2 separate regions of the Mus musculus genome follow, and region 1 is linked to region 2. Evidence: chromatin contacts called from public promoter capture Hi-C data. All regions are on one chromosome and are shown on one strand. Each heading gives the region's core, a stretch centred on a gene start, on an enhancer-like site or on the middle of the called end of the contact. The rest is flanking DNA. Distances are from core to core; before and after follow the strand shown.

Region 1 (4,809 bases), core at 2,310-4,809, 2.3 Mb after region 2:
GATGAGAGAGACAAAGCAAAACCTGCCACAGTCTCAGTGTAAGTGTGCTTTCCAATCAGACGTGTAAGGAGGCTCTTAGGAAACACCAGTTTTCCTTCTCTAGGAAACAACATTCAGTTTTATTTAGAATTTAGGGAAATAGCTCCACCTACACTTGGTAACTGCCACACAAACATTTGATTGATAAAGACATGCCTTCATGGATGTATACTTACCACACTGTGCACAAATTGGTAACTTCTGAACAGAATTACAAAAATAGCAAAATGCTCTATTCTTCTGCCGCCTTGTCATGTAAAACAAAAATTTTAAATAGGGTCAATTTCAAATAAAGTATGAGACTAATTTATCCCTGTGCTAGTTAGTTTTTAATGAACTTGACATAAACTAGAGTATCTGAGAAGAGGGAGCCTCACCTAAGGCCAGACTGGAGCATGGCCAATGTCTGCAGAGCATTTTCTCAACTGCTACTTGATGGAGGAGGACCTAGTGTACCGTGGGCAGTGCCACACTGGCAGGTAGTCCTGGGTTGTGTAAGAAGGGCAGCTAAACCTGAGTCTGGAGCAAGCCAGTAAGCAGCATTCCTCCACCATCTCTGCATCAGTTCCAGCCCCAAGGTTCTTGCCTTGCGCTCTTGCCGTGGCTTCCCTCATCAATGTAAGATGCAATGAACCCTTTCCTCCCCAAGTGTTATAGCACAGCAACAGAAAGCACACAAGGACAATTTCATGCAGGAAGAAAAAGAAAATTTACCTCTGACATTTGTCGCATTCCTGTAGAATTTAAAGCATAACATTAATTTTCTGCTAGCCTAAAATGGAACATTTACTTATATCATAAAGACTCAAATTAAACTATAAGAGGTTCTACATCCCACTTCCAGCTCAGCCTATGTGTACAAAATGTTGTACATACTCCACTAGCAAAAGTAAAAAAAAAACTTATACTCTGTGATCAATGATGGGAAAAAAGCCATATTACAAAAAAAGTTAAAATATACTAGATTCCCTTTTGGTTGTTTTAAAGAAAGCAAATACTACAGAAAACAAACAAATTCCTGCTCAATTTTCTATTTTAATTAAAAACCATCCGATCTGCCAATATTGTGTGGGTGCTAGGAATAAAGGACAGGAAATACTAAAGATCACAGCATGTCCATTTAAGCGGGGTTCGAAGCTCTCCAGTCTGTCACTCTCTGGAGCCAAGGCACCACTGCTCAGCCTTTCCCCAACATGTCCCGGCCTCTTCTCCGCAGGCCTCACTAACTCTGCTCCTTTCCCTTTACTGAAATACCAAGATCTACTCCATGACATGCACGTACGCACGCCAGTCACTGTCTTGTCTGCCAGCACGCCTCTTTTCTCAAAAGAACCTGACATTCAACAACACAATCCCCTCTGTCACATCTGTACCATGACATCTGACCTGTACATCATAAATCAGTCCTGGGACAAAAAAACGGCACGAGCCCAACCTATGAGAAATCTTTGTCTGTGACCTCCACAATAGGAGATATGGTCGATATAAGCACTCGACCAGAAACCAAGAAGCTGCACAAATAAAACATGGCAATCCTCAGGGGCAGAAGGAGCCAAAGAAACAAGAGCAGAGGGCGGCCCAAGGCCTAGCTGTCCCCAAGTCTTAGCTCCTTTCTTCTTCTCACTACTTGGAGGGACTATGGTAGTGAGGTGCTTTTCCCTAGGTTAAATTGTTTCTGTCATTCATAAACAAATGAGTCCTAGAAAGTAGTACACACTAGGGAATCCTACAAACATACAAAAGAGGGAGGTGCGCCATCTGCCATCATCTGCCATTATTGGTGCACCCAGAGTCCCAGGCAGAACACTCGGTCCCCTGAATGATAAACATTTGCTAAATTAAGTCATGAAAATGAAGTATTTTAAAACAATCTGACTTTTTCAAGACTAGCAAATTAGTTAAGAACATGGGAAATGTCTAAAAATCAGGGTACTCAGTGAATGGAGACTGGCTAGGAGAAAATGATCAAAACTGAGCTAAAGAATATATAAAAAAAGCTGGAGCCTCCCACTCAGTTCCTGTCACCCATTCGCCTTCAACATCTATTGTCACCAGTAATTCATGATACGCCAGGCTTGATAATACATACTCTAACAACAATAAAAATATCATTGTTACTCAGTAAAATACTGAGGACACCTTTAACAGGTTCTTCACAGGGGCACACCATAGTTGATCATGTTTTTTAGGTACCTATATATGGTACTACAGAGTCCTCCATTCAGCCACCAGCCATTGCTTTAAAAAGCTCTCACCATTGAAGCATTGCATGGGTGTTTGGCTAGGTCGACAGTACTTCTTGATGCTCGCAGTTGTTTCTCGCGTTCTCGGCGGTTCTCTGCCTTCTTCCTCGCACCGGTCTTTTTCTTCGGCATGTTCCCTTCTTTCTAAACAAGAAAACAGGAAAGGTATAATTGATGCGTTCAGTCACACAGCATCTATACTTTCCTTAAATATTAAATCAGTCTTTCAATTTTAAATGCACCTCATCCCATCTGAAGCCTTTAGCAACATTACACACACATTATTCCAGCTGCAGGCTCCTAAACTAAGGCCCTCCTCTGGGCTTCCAAACTCTCACACAGCATAAGCATCAAGGACCTCAACCAAACAGCTAGAGTAATTGTTTTCTCACCCTAATTATTCTCTTCACTCAAAAAAACCTATGTATGCACCATTAGTAAGAAATGACTAAAAATATTTGTTTTGTGCCAAGTTGAAATAACCATTTTGAGCTATACAGTCTCAGCCCTAATGCTGTTGACATACAGTATTATACAGTACACTGTCACCTACATGGTATCTAAACAAATAACCAGCAACCCAAGGCCTGACCGCAAACAAACCCATTTTCTCTTAAGAGACTAAGGTACTACAGTGGCTTTCGCTGCCTGTCCCTCGTGCCTAGATGCAACAGTTTCGACAAGTCAGATGCTTTGGAGTTTGTTTCCCACACAGACATCAAACCTTACAGTGCTGGTTTTCAGCACACAGAAAAACTACAACAGAGACAACCAGGCTTCTGTGTTCTCACTCTGGTGCCCCAATCCTTTCGGACAGGACAGTCTTCAGAGCTAATCAGTGGTTAATCATGCTGGCCACGCCACGGGGCCTTCCTTCAGTGTTTAAAAGGGAAGTCTGGAGCATGTGGCTGAGTGGCCACGGGTGACCGTGGATGAATTCTGTACCCACTAAGACATCTCAGACCTATTTTTTTCCTCGAATCTGTTTGTGCCAACGAGGAGAGATTTCTTTGAGTTCAAGCTTAGATCCTGGTGACAGCAGAGCGACATTGGGTTCCAGGCTCTGGGAGGCCAGGAGGCGGGGGCGCGGGAAGAGCCACGCGGCTCGCGACCCGCCAGCAGCCCGAGGGCCCCTCACGTTCTCCAGACCCACCCACGTCGCGCGGCCTCACGGGGACGCGCCACTCACCGCAGTGGCCGAGGACGCGGAGGAGAGGGCGAGCCGCGGGCTAGAACGGCAGAAGCAGCCCGTTTCCAACGGTGGGAGCGAGACCGGATATCCTGCTATGTCAGAGCGCCCAGGTTGAACACGTCAACAGGAAGAATCCCGCATGTTCCGCCCCCTCCTCGGGGAGGACCCGCCTTCCCGGAAGTGGACTTGCTACAATGGAAAGAGGCTCCAGCGTTGCAAAGAAAGTAGAGGGCAGAGAGCTGCCGCATCTCAAGGCCTCTGCTATGTCATTCTGATTTTATTATTTAACTCAGAGAGCTAAAAAGTCCAAAAGGAAAAGAAAGACGAGCCCACAAAAAATTTTGAGAGGAGAACAAGAACTTTGCTAGCAATTTTTTGCCTGACTCTTCTGAAATCCTTTTCCTTTCTGGGAGCCTGACAAGCCTCACATGGCACATTTTTAATTTTTGTTGTTGTTATTTTCTGAGACATAATGAATGGAACCCTGGCCTTGAAGCCACGACTCCATTACCTCTGTCTCTCAGCACTAGGATTATAGGCGTGCTCACAGGAAACTGCAGAGCCCTCCACTCCTCCCCCCCACCCACCCACCCCCGCTTTTTTTAATGTCTCACAACACTGAGTTCGGAGGTGTCTTGCTTGGCCTCTGCTGTGTGCATTCTGTTCCATTGTGAGCAAATCCTCCCACGTTCTCTGCTTCTGCTCCGAGGCTGAGATCTAACTATGCTTCCCTACAAGACTGTTTGCTTTAAATAACACTGAAGGTAAATGTTCCACTCTCACTCCCACCTTACCTTTGGGGAGGAAGTTCTTGACATTACTCCCAGTACTGCATGTGAGTATCACTTACTGCCTATCACCTTCTATATTTGAGTGGAGCTGTGTTATATCCACCCACTTTTTTTTATATTTTTTTATTTACATTTCAAATGTTTTTCCCTTTCCAGGTCTCCCCTCCAAAAACTCCCTATCCCATCCCCCTCCCTCTGCCTCTTTGAGGGTGCTCCCCTATCCACCCACCCACTCCTGGCTTCCAGCCCTTGCATTCTCCTACACATCAAACACCCTCAGGGCCAAGGGCCTCTCCTCCCACTGATGTCCAACAAGGCCATCTTCTGTCTTTACCACATTCACATCCCAATGGAAGACAACTCGTTTTGGTCTCTCTCTTTTTTTCCAACCCCTTCTGTTATCATCTTTGCTGCACTCCAGGAATTCGCTTTCATAACCACACCTCAAGCCTTTCTCTGAAGAGAGCTCAGTTTTGTCAATGAAATATGAATGTCTTGGCTTACTAGGCTCCTACCCTGTGCTCTGTTCTGTATTCTCTTGTTT
Region 2 (4,747 bases), core at 1,243-3,742:
TAGAGTATCCTTCAAAAACTAAAGAAAAACGAAAAGCATTTAAATCCAGAAACTGAATAAATTCTTCTCTGGGATGTTATCAGAAAACCTTTCTTAAAATATAATGTTGGGACTCTGGAGAAAGAAGGAGGTAGACCTTTCCCTCTTCCTCCACTCTCAACTCCAACTGGACATTCTCCTTCTAACTTCTACAGGAGACCACCAGCAGAGGTCCCTCTTTCATCTCTGCCTCCTCTAATGAATTTCAAAGATCTCCTCTGGCTATCTTATCCCAACACCAAACTCCAATATACAACTATAACCAGAGAAGCAAGTAGACTCACTGCAGACATTCATCTAGCCAACCTCTGTCCTAAATCTAATCCCCAGTCTCATCTCTAATGCTGCAGAGACCACCTGCCATGGCCCTCATTGGATCACACAAATCTTTCCATCCAGAACTCTCTCCCTGGACTCATGGCATTATCTGATGCCCTAGCCCCAGCAGGCATTTCCTGGGAACCCACAGACCACTCAAGCCAAGAAAGCAGGTAGGCTGGCTGTGGATCCTGACCCCTCCCTCCGTTCTTCCCAATCCATCCTCCATTTTCATCCCTGAGTTGAAGCCTGTCAGAACCACAAAGAAGCAAAGACTAATCTGTTTTTTTGTCTCCATTTACTATCCTGTCAAAACCACACACACAAAACAAAACAAAGAATAATCTTGTTTTTTTTCCATTTAATACCCTGTTTTTTAATTGAAGTATACCTCCTTTTGATCAATGATGAATAAATTCATCCTTAAAGAAATCTCACAGCTTCCTATGGGAATAAGCATGGGCTATGTTGCAAACTTGTCCACTCCTTGGCTCTTGCGTCTGCCCCCTTCCTCCCCAAGTGGGTCATTTTGAGTGTCATATGTGTATAATCTTGCGTTTCCTTAAGTTTAAAAAAGCATTTGGATGAAGAAAATAAAACAGGAAGTAGTTTGAACATTCTATAGGAACACAGAGACAAGGTGCGAACTCCCGTGGGAAAAAAAAAACCATAAAAGTCTCGCCCTCCTGTTGAGATCGGCAGGAATCACCTGTAGCAATCATCTGAAGCAGAGGTAGCTGGCAGATACTCGTAGGCAGAAATGAACGGCTAAAACAAGGACGATAGACGTCGGACAGAGCTCAAGGATCCAAACTATTTTCCTCCTCTCCAACATCGTAGCTTGTGTTTCTGCATGGCGCTGCAGTGACTGGCCCAATACTACTTAGAGAAAAGTAGCCAAGCACATACAGAACCAACCTGATGAGATCTCTGTCAGATTGCATGTCTCAAACACAATTGTTTAATCTTCAGACGCTGGCTCAAAATTCTCAAAACACAGTTGTGCTTGCCTGACACATTTGTGGGATGTAAGTCATAGATACGACCTGATGATACTCCTGGACAACGAAGAGGAAGGGAAAGACTTGATGTTTTCTCCAGTTGTGTTTTCTTGTTTTGTTTTGTTTCCACATTTCGTTTCTATTATGCAGAACAGCCACTAGAGGTCGCCACGTGTCTCCATTTCCACACACTCGAATTTTCAACCTGAGAAGCCACCAGCTTTTGCATTTCTTTAAATTCGGGGGCGGGGGGGGAGGGGAGGACGCATCAAGGACACCAGAAAGAACCGCAATTCTCTATTAGCTGGTGGTCAGCTCCCGCTCCGCAGCTTAATAAGGGCTGATTTCCAAAGACTTTCGAATCAAAGCTACTCTTCTCCTATGTCCTGAGCCCAAGCCGGTATCTGCCTGGAGTTTGTCTCCGCTGTGGTCGGGCTTCCTGCTTCTGCTCAGCGCTACACACACTCCCTTTATGCTTTCAGGGTGACTGGGGTTTGCCTGGTCTTGTTTTCTAGCGTTTACTTTTGTTATTTGGGGATTGCCTCACGGTCACTGAGCAACAGAGCATTTTAAAGCATTGTAAAGCACGTAACTGCTTTTATAGCCACACGGACACTGCAGTTCAGTTCGAATTCCACTTTCCTGGAAGATTTCTCCCGACTCACGTTTCTTTCATTACTCTTTGAGCTGTCACGAGCTTGACAGCCTTTCAAACCTCAGAGTTCGCAAACATTGTGTAAAGTTTTCAATGCATGCAGTTCGTACACAAGAAGCCACTTTCTTAAGGGATCATAGGGACCCCCGCATTAGAAACACTCCTACTCTCCAAGTCCAGCGCCTGCCCTGACCTCTGCAGTCTCTATGTCCAGTTGAGTGGTCCTTGGTGCTGCCTTGTGGTGCTCACTTCGTTTACATGAAGTAAATTTAACACAGCAGGCAATTCTTTGGAACAAAGATTTTAATTCCACTCTGGTCCTCGCAGTTATGCAGACCTCTAGTTATCTTTATTAACAGACACTAAATAATGTTGCATCATTTAAATGCTAGCCAATGTGTGTCAACGGATAGAGGCCCCGGGAAGGTGGGCCTGAGAGATACCAGGAGGTAGGCAAGGCCTTCCTAAGGCTGACAGACACTCCCAGTATGACCGAGAGCACAGCTGCTGTGACAACATCAGGTGAGTGAATATTTTCAGCTTGATGATATTTTATTCTCGATGACTTATTTAAACTATGAATTGCCCCAATGCTGGTTTTCTTACTTAACTGAACCAATGACTGAGTAGTACATTCAGTTTCAGTCTGGAGGGTGTGTTTAAATAGGATTCAGCTAGGGACAGGAGTGGCACACTGCAGCCCACAACCATTTGTGCCTGAATAGCAGTTCCCCAGTCTAAGAAATGCCTTTGATTCTAACCCTAGATAGCAGTAAACTTGTATCAAGTGTAAGTAATATCGTTACATAAATAACCATGTTACTTCGCTTGGGGCTATGAAGAGACTTATTTCTAAGCTAAGGTTAACTGGTGAAGGTTAGGGTAGACTTATGCCCTTTCTTTTTCAAAACTAGTATAACCAGTTTCTCCTGCTGAGAGGAGACAAGCTGTCAGCATGAAACTGAGGGGTTTCTCTTTGTGGAACTGTTACTACTGTTACTAAGAAAACAACAACAAAAACAACAATAACCACAAAAACCTTTCTAATTGCTCTATGGCTGGGCTGAATCCAAAGTAATATGTTTTTAAAATAAATTAATATAATTTAATTTAATTTATTAAAATAATTTAATTTATTAAAATAATTAAAATTTTAATTTAATATTTTTAAAATTTTAATCGAAATTTAAATTTTAAAAATTATTAAGATAAATTGATATAATAAAATAAATATAATATAAAATAAAATAAATATAATATAATATAAAATAAAATATTTTAAAGTAGCCTTACTTTTGGCCTCCTGAGGATATTTTAAGCCATGTTCTCTCAAACACAGTGAGTGACTCTGTGTTAGAAACACATAGCCCAGGCGAGGGGGGGGGGAGCATATTTCATCCATGGCACAGCTACGGCCTGAGTCAGGGTGGACAGCAGAGAAGTGCTGAGCTCTCTGTAGGACACTGGGTGAGATTCAGTCTCCCTGGCAGAGGGTATGAGGCAAGCGTTAGGAACACGGGCACAATGTGGGGCCTAGTAAACACAGAAGTGGATGATCACAGTCAGCTATTGGATGGGTCACACGGCCCCCAGTGGAGGAGCTAGAGAAATTACCCAAGGAGCTAAAGGGAACTGCAACCCTATAGGTGGAACAACAATATGAACTAACCAGTACCCGGGAGCTCTTGTCTTTAGCTGCATATGTATCAAAAGATGGCCTAGTCGGCCATCACTGCAAAGAGAGGCCCATTGGACTTGCAAACTTTATATGCCCCAGTACAGGGGAACGCCAGGGCCAAAAAGGGGGAGTGGGTGGGTAGGGGATTGGGGGGGTGGGTATGGGGGACCTTTGGGATAGCATTGAAAATGTAAACGAGGAAAATACCTAATTAAAAAAAGAAGAAGAAAAAAAGAGATTGCTAAAAAAAAAAAAAAGGAACACGGGCACAAGAAACAGAAGTGAATTCAAATCTAAGTCTGGTATACCTGAGGCAAATCATTGGCCCTATCTTGGCCTCATCTATAAAATGCAGGCAATGCTGATACTGATCTCGTAATAACCGCATAAGGGCTGAGCTAAGTACCATTAAAATAGGTGCTCGCTATGGTAGCCATGACTAGCCATAGTAGTACACCATGATGTCTCTGTATCATGTGAGGTCCCTGGCTGCCTTTGTATTTCAGTCCACCCGACTAGAGCTGTGATCAGCAGAACATGTGGATATCAGGTATCTTTGGGTGCTCATTTCACACCCTTTCAATATATAGCCACGGATAGAATGACTGACTGTGTAATATGTTTGGGGTCTCCACAATGTTGCGACAGTGACTTCTTTATAAAGTTTACTTTTATTCCACATCCTCAGAACTTTTTTTCTTTTTTTAAAGAATACCTGTTGCAGCTGGGGAGCATGCTGTGATCCCAGCACTCAGAGGCAGAGGCAGGAGGATCTCTGTGTGTCTGGTCTACATAGCATGACCTGTGTCAAAGCAAAAAGTTAGCGAGATAGCTTTATAACTCAGAGTCCTTGTTCTCTTGCTGAGGCCCTGAGTTCTGTTCCCAGATCCTCCAGAGCAGCTTACAACCATTGCAGCTCCAGTCTTAAGGTGTCTGATGCCTCTTTGGGACTCCACCAGCATTGTGACCTTCTGCCAGACAAATAGTTGACTAATCTTATGCCACTCTGCAGGCTGTGGGAAGCATATTTAGAATAACTTTCCTGATTTTTCTTTA

What was found. Capture Hi-C pulls out chosen DNA fragments and counts their contacts.
Region 1: a contact with region 2 is called in a promoter capture Hi-C map of liver, with 4 times the contacts expected there. The contact joins the promoter of Zfp330 here to the promoter of Gypa in region 2. A contact is called at or near these places in 3 of 39 promoter capture datasets (hippocampal neurons, liver and pre-B cells), 2 of 115 datasets of contacts at active chromatin or transcription factors (astrocytes and stem cell-derived neural progenitor cells) and 1 of 9 other capture datasets (liver).

Annotation. Positions count from the first base shown.
Region 1 is chr8:82,770,586-82,775,394 of GRCm38.p6, forward strand. It overlaps Zfp330 (zinc finger protein 330), which reads right to left and starts at 3,560. Exons shown (of 10, transcript NM_145600.2): 1 at 3,472-3,560; 2 at 2,295-2,426; 3 at 754-773; 4 at 216-286. The coding sequence starts at 2,414.
Region 2 is chr8:80,491,553-80,496,299 of GRCm38.p6, forward strand. It overlaps Gypa (glycophorin A), which reads left to right and starts at 2,493. Exons shown (of 8, transcript NM_010369.3): 1 at 2,493-2,535. The coding sequence starts at 2,502. RefSeq lists a cis regulatory region at 2,215-2,397.